Regions from separate parts of the Mus musculus genome. Here region 2 is linked to region 1. A link is a contact called in public Hi-C data. All regions are on one chromosome and are shown on one strand. Each heading gives the region's core, a stretch centred on a gene start, on an enhancer-like site or on the middle of the called end of the contact. The rest is flanking DNA. Distances are from core to core; before and after follow the strand shown. Region 1 holds the start of Rgs13 (regulator of G-protein signaling 13). Region 2 has its middle 82 kb from the start of Rgs1.

Region 1 (3,456 bases), core at 502-3,001:
TATAATTAAAGGCACCTTTAATACAGATAAAGCTGGCTGTTAGCTTGCATGCTGTCTGTATGCCTTTTGTGTAGTTAACAGTGTTGAATTGTTGAATACCCAATAATCTAACTATTGTTGCCACTATACTTGATATTTATACAAGTCAAAAGCCAAAATAAGTTACACGTCTGTTTATCAACAAAGCAGACCGGACAACTCGAGAAACAGGTCTGTACTGTCCTGGGTCCAGACTTTCAGTGGCAATTGTTTGGGCCACATTTCTGGTCATCTGGGCAGTGTGTCAATGTAGACAAGCAGTAGTTGTTCTGGGAGATAAGACACTGGAAAGAAATTCAGCAGAAGGAGCCAAGATTAATAGAAGGCTAAGAAGCAAGGACCCAGAGTTCACGAAAGCAGCAGATAGCAATCTCCCTCCAAACGACAGCAACAGCTGCCTGCTGGGTATAGTTCACTAAGACTTCTCTAGTGTCTAAGAGCTTATAGTGCTCGCAGAATCCGTTAAAATGTACTGGGGCAGAAAAATGGGACCAAGAGTGAGGTCAGAAGGCCTTACATGAAGCCTTACAAAATTAACATATTAAATAAACAAGATGGCAAGGAGGAAGGCTGGAAAACCCCTCTGCCAAGGTTGAGTAAATTCAGCTATTGACAGTCTCAGAGTGCTCTTGAGAGTCTCAAGGGAACCCATGGCTCTATGTAACACTGAAACACCTAGCCCTGGGTAGAGAGGTAAGATGCTAGTAAGATATGGGACACACGAAGTTATATGTCATTCTTCAGTGTCATTTGTCAGTGATCACTTTGTGAACAATCGCTATAATAAGTGGAACAATGGAAATAATCTCAATGTCCTTGAATTGATGAATTAATAATAAAATCTGGACACACAGACAATGTAATTCTATTCAACTCTAAAGAGAAGCTGGAAATACGAGATGCAGGTAAATGGGCAGAACTGGAAACTATTATACTGAGTGAGTAACTCAGATCCAGAAAGACAAATATGTCTTATTTGTGGATCATCTCTCAAAATCTTTAGATTTGAGTATAAATTTGGAGTAACCACAGAGTGCAAGAAAACAAAAAGGGATAATGGAGCAAGAAGTGTGGTGAGATACAGGTTCCTAAATATTTCAAGAAGTGCTCAATGACATCCTGTTCCTTCTTGCTATTTTCTTATTTTATGCCAGCATTTCTATGAGAGAGTTCTGAGAGTTCACACACACACACAAACACACACACACTCAAATACTAGGCATAAGACAAGGGCATTAAACATCTCCCTACAGTTTGTATTTAGTAGATCATGTCTGAAGTGTGGTGTTCAGTTCAAAGTTTAGCAGGCATGTCAACTGACTAAATAACAATCAGGTCAACAAACAATAACAGTCAAAATACTGGCTCAAAGGAACAGCAGAAAGAGCTACAAGGTTGAGCCAAAAAATAAAGAGAGAGCCCTTAGTTTGTTTCAGGTCTTTAATCAATTGACTATTATGAACAGGTTGCTGTCAATAGTTCCCATGACTTGATAATAGTGTTTGCAATGGTAGTTCATTTGTATTCAGGTCTTTTTTTTTTTTAAGGGATTTTCCTTTAGGCTGCACATTGACAAAAGCTGGAAAAACTAATTATTCAGAGGAGAAGTTTTGACTACAACAGTTGAAAATTCTCCAGAGCTGCTGCTTCCAGCCATCTGGACATGTCAGATGTTCTGATAAGTTTAGATAAAAACCTCTTTTATCAGCAAGGCATTGCAATGCCACAGCACTACTTTCCATATTCAAAAAACCTCTCTTTGCATAGATACGTGTCTGTAAAACTAGAATTTCATAGCACAGGGACCCGGAGTGCCATAGAAGGTAATTATACAGACAGTGGCGTGTTTTTATGCCAGGAAAAATAAAGTACTTGGTGTCTCGTGCAATTTCAGAGCCTGATTTCAAAAGGATCGTAACAAGGAGAAAATAAAATGTAGTTTGGTAGACTGCTCCACGGGATATATTTGTGAGTATGAGATTCAGTAGAAGAGTTGGTAAAATAGAAGAATGTTGTCTTGATATAATTCCTAATGGGTACTGACTTCAGTACCTGAGCTGTAGCAGTGCATGTAAGGTATTTTTTTTCCAGGAAATAAACAAAATTGTAAATACATATTTCATTCTTGGCTTAGATTTTCTGTACCTCAAACTAAGAATTGCTTTCTATAAAAATTAAATAAGACAGCAGAATATATATTGCATTTTAGAATATGTTCTTTTCATGTGGTTTTTATGTGTATGATAGAGATATAAAAATCAGAAAATTTAGTATTCAAATCACTGATTGCTTCTATCAGTTTATTAAATCTGCTAATTCCAGTGGGTTTTATTTTGGTAAGGTCTGTCAGAAGCCCTGTTAAATGTGGCATATATAATGTCTTCTTTCCTTATGCTGTGCCTAAGGACAACTTCACAAAATTACTGTCTTTTAAGGGCAGGAATTTTTGTACTATTGCAAAAAAGAGTTGGTCAACATGAAAATCAGTCCAAGTTTTTCTAAACTGCATTCAACCCACTAATATAAGAGAACGGGGTGGAGATATGTTGTTTGGTTGTTTGTTTGAATATGGACAGAAAGAATTTATTGATTACCTGTCAGGACTAAAAGACAAAATTTTAGATTTGTCTTTATTATACTTTAAGACTTAATTTAAAGGCAGGAGGACATGTGAATCTATTTATGCCATACTATTAGCGGTGTATTTATTAGTAGTCTTATTGATGAACTGTGCTCCTTTAAAAAAATTAGTTATCCAAAGAAAATATTGAAAAAGTATGAAGAATGATATTTACCCTAAATATACTATGCTTAAAGAGTTAGAATAGTGAGGTTGGGATTTAACTCAGTGGCAGAGCACTTTCCTAGCGAGCACAAGGCCCTGGGTTCAGTCCTCAGCTCTGAAAAGTAAAATAGAGTTATTAAATTACACACTAATTTTACCAACAGAGTATAGAAAAAAACATCAGCAAAATAACATGTAATTAAAACAATCAAAAGAGCGTTAAATAAAAACCAATGAAGAGACAGATAAAGTTTATTTCATGTATTTTATAATAATCTATGAAATAACGTAAAAGTTATTGGTTGAAAAAAAAGGTAAAGTACTTATAGAAATCCTTGCAAAATGTTGTACTTTCACACTCATCTTTCTACTTCCACTTATTTTTATCATTACTTTTTTCTTAGGTTAATGGAGTGTTTCTACACCATTGTACCAGCATGAGAAAAACAGGATCATTGCTGATTTGAAGCCTGGTAAGTTTAATCCACTGTCACATCACAACAACTTAGGTCGTCCTAACCTGGGAACTCTCCTTTTTACCAAAATAGAGTTCAAGTTCTAGGAGGACTGGAGGTTACCTTTTATTTTTCATTTGTGCTCGAATTTGAAAAATATAATTTAACTAACATTGT
Region 2 (3,456 bases), core at 673-3,172, 150 kb before region 1:
ATAGAGTTGGGGGGGGGGAATCTTGATCCCTTCTTGCCAGCTGTAGTTCAAGAAGAGACAGACATCTGAACAGAGGCATAGAAGACATATAGTTTTCATGCATTAAAGAAGCTAAGCACGTGTGCTTGCAGACAGGATACTACCATGGCTGTCCCCTGAGAGGCTCTACCCAACAGCTGACTGAGACAGATGCAGATACATACAACCAAGCATTGCACGGAAGTCAAGGACCCTATGGAAGAGTTGGGGGAAGGACTGAAAGAACTGAAGGGGATGTCAAGTCCACGGGAAGACCAACAGTGTCTACTAAACAGGAGTGACAGGAAAGGGGCAGCACTTTGATGTAGATAAGTAAAACAATTAAAAAAAAAAACTAAAAGAAGCTAAACACAGGGGTTGCCATCCCACAGTCAAAACTCTGACCCATATTTGTTCCTGTCTGAAAGAACTGTGGGGATAAAAACAGATAGGAGCCTGAGGGGAAGAAAGTCTAGCGACAGGTCCAAAGTTGGATCCAGCTCAAGGGGAGGTCCCAAGACCTGACACTATTACTGAGGCTATGGAGCCTCACAAAAAGGGACCTAGCATGACCACACTCAGGAAGACCCAACAAGCAGCTGAAAGAGTCAGATGCAGATATTTGTACCCAACCAATGGACAGAAGCTGACCACTGTGGTTGAAATAGGGAAGCTGAAAAGGGGGGCGATCCTGTAGGAGGACCAGCAGTCTCAATTAACCTGGACCCCCAAGATCTCTCAAGCATTAGACCACCAACCAGGCAACATACAACAACTAATATGAGGCCCCTAACACATACACAGCAGAGGACTGCTGGGTCTGGGTTCAGTCAGAGAAGATGCACCTAACCCTCAAGAGACTGGGGGACCCAGGAAGTTTAGAGGTCTGGGTGGGTGGAAGGTGGGTAGTGGAGACATCCTCGTGGAGACAGGGGGATGAAGAGGAGATATGAAATATGGAAGAGTCAGAGGGTGGACGGGGTGAGGAGAATAAACTGTGGAGTGTAAATAAATAAATAAATAAATAAATAAATAAATAAAACGCAGTAACAGTTCGTTCTATCTATGGCAACATATACTCCATATTGTAAGAGCATCTTTGTAAGACCTGAACTCAGTAAAGAAAACAGGAATATATGAAATTCTTTTTTCTATCTTTGTCTTACTTGCTTTTATTTTCAGTTAGGCTATAAAGAAAATATAAAGGGAACTCTACCACCATGTATCCCTGCTTAGTTTCTGAAATGCAGGGCTTATATACAGTTACTTTGCAAATATTTATCAATTGATTTTTGGTTAGAGGACTGCTGTTAATTTCTCCTTCCCAGATATATTCCCTCCATTTCTTTACCCTTTTCTTTTCTTTTTTTCTTTAATTTTTACCATATTATTTTTTCTTAGATATTTTCTTTATTTACATTCAAATACTATCCCCAAAGCTCCCTATACCCTCCCCCACCCCCTGCCCTGCTCCCCTACCTACCCACTCCCGCTTCCTGGCCCTGGCGTTCCCCTGTACTGGGGCAGATAATTCTTTACCCTTTCCTTAAACACTGCCTAAGTGAACATTTCCTCAGTGCCTGCAAGCTCCCAGGCCCTGAGCTTAAGGGGATGAAGAGACTCTGCTGCGTTTGAAGAACTCAAAGTGTGCAGAAAGGCAAAGGCATATCATGAAAGAACTCTTTTTGGTGGTATGTAAACATTACATTGGAAGTGTTTACCTTTAAAGTGGCATTGGCATTTCTCCCAAACTACCACATCTCACATGGCCACAAAAGGACTCAGAAGCTTTTGAAAGAAAACAACTGTCAGTAATGATGAATGCGGAGATGGCTAGACATAGTGTATGAGAACGGATATGGGTGGTTTTGTAAGCACCATGTGGTTATGTGGGACACGCATGTTGAATACAGGCAGAGACACTTTACCTAAAACTTCCCCTTGCAACTTGCGGATGTACATGAGCCAGTGTGGAAGTCTCTGCTTCCGGAATAAGAGAGCTGACTAACCAGCAAAGCTACATGTTGCTCATTTCAGCAGTAGTTTACTTTACTTGAGGCAATATATAAAACTTTTGCAAAATTACAGCAAAGGAACTTGGGTCAACCACATTAACGAGGTCATTTCTGTAGGCTGTGTCAGGGCTTCTGTCTGTATATTTTTAAAATAAACAAATTCAAAAGATGCCAGCTTACATGGATGGAATCTCTCAGTATGTGAGATGAAAATCATTCAATTGAGAGAAAATGATTCAGCAGCTTTTGTTTAAGTGAACTCTCAAAATGATTCTCAATGGAATTATATGCCCTATACCTATTGCTTGCATGACAATGTTTTAGATATTTTGATGAAAAGATAGAGAAAATGTGCTCTTAAAACCTTAGTGAATTTTCAAGCTCTTAGCAAAGTAATCTATAGGCCTATTAAAAAAAACAAAACAAAACAAAAACAAACAAACAAACAAGCAAACAAAAAACTGGCAAGAAGGCAGTCAGTGATAGAGCCCGCAGTGACCAGGGCTGATAACCAGAGATCTCTGTATAGTTGGGTAGCAGTAACCATGAATTTGATCAATTCAGAAAGAAACTGCTTTTGATTGCCAGAGAAAGAGAGAACCAACAGATGAAGGGTGTGTAAGAAAAGACAGAGGAGGAGAGAAGCAGTGGAGAGAAAGCTTTAGGGACTTTAGGAAAGACATGAGACTCACTTCAGTGTAGAAAGGTGCCCTGGAGAGAAGAGAGAGCTTCAGGTTATAGTTCAGGTTGAATCAAAGTACAATGTGGGCACACACCTAAGGGCTCATGGCACCTTCAAAGGATCAAAGTGCCCGCTGACTAGATACCACCAGAAGCTCGAAGGATGCCAGCGTCCCAGGAACAGACCGGGAGTCAAAATCAGGACACAAAGCTTGGTAATGATGAATGAGCTCCACTAAGCTAAGATCAGCAGTTCTTCAAATACTTTTGTCAAATAGATTGCTTGATACTTATTTATTATGATTATGATGATGATGATGATGATTTGAAGACATTCTGCATAAATTTCATTTCACTTTACACTAAAACAAAGTTATTATGATCACAGACTATGTTCATTCTTTCAGAACTTTGTTTAGAGGTGAGAAATCTCCTCACTTTTCAGAATCCGTGTTTTCCTTTGTGATTTCTTGAAGCCAGATATAGACAAGGAATCCCCATAAACAATGCTGTCTCCAGTGTTGTCATTGTTTAAATATATATATGTATATATAAACAAATCATACATATATAAAACTGATTTGTTTCATATGTGTGATGCTTGCATGGACAGATCAGAGGACATGTTTCTCAGGAATCAAACTCAAATCATCTGGCTTTTCAGCAGGCACCTTAAACACTGTACCAGCTTATAGGACTTCAGTACACTCACTATTTGAGAGTGGTTCACAACTGATGGGCT

The links. Hi-C and Micro-C count contacts between places; a contact is called where the count stands out from the background.
Region 2: a contact with region 1 is called in a Hi-C map of B cells, with 27 read pairs. The contact joins the enhancer-like site here to the promoter of Rgs13 in region 1. A contact is called at or near these places in 6 of 39 promoter capture datasets (the C10 cell line, embryonic stem cells, hippocampal neurons and 2 more), 1 of 484 Hi-C or Micro-C datasets (B cells) and 2 of 9 other capture datasets (adipose tissue and liver).

Annotation. Positions count from the first base shown.
Region 1 is chr1:144,175,667-144,179,122 of GRCm38.p6, reverse strand. Rgs13 (regulator of G-protein signaling 13) reads left to right here and starts at 1,751. Exons shown (of 6, transcript NM_153171.4): 1 at 1,751-1,862; 2 at 3,229-3,297.
Region 2 is chr1:144,329,012-144,332,467 of GRCm38.p6, reverse strand. No RefSeq gene overlaps it. Among named protein-coding and RNA genes, the nearest start is that of Rgs1, 82 kb to the right of the region's middle. Within about 2 kb of position 1,922, at least 110 of the 459 cell types and tissues checked have an H3K27ac peak or open chromatin away from gene starts, as enhancers often do. A contact at or near this core is called in B cells and pre-B cells, where this site is marked.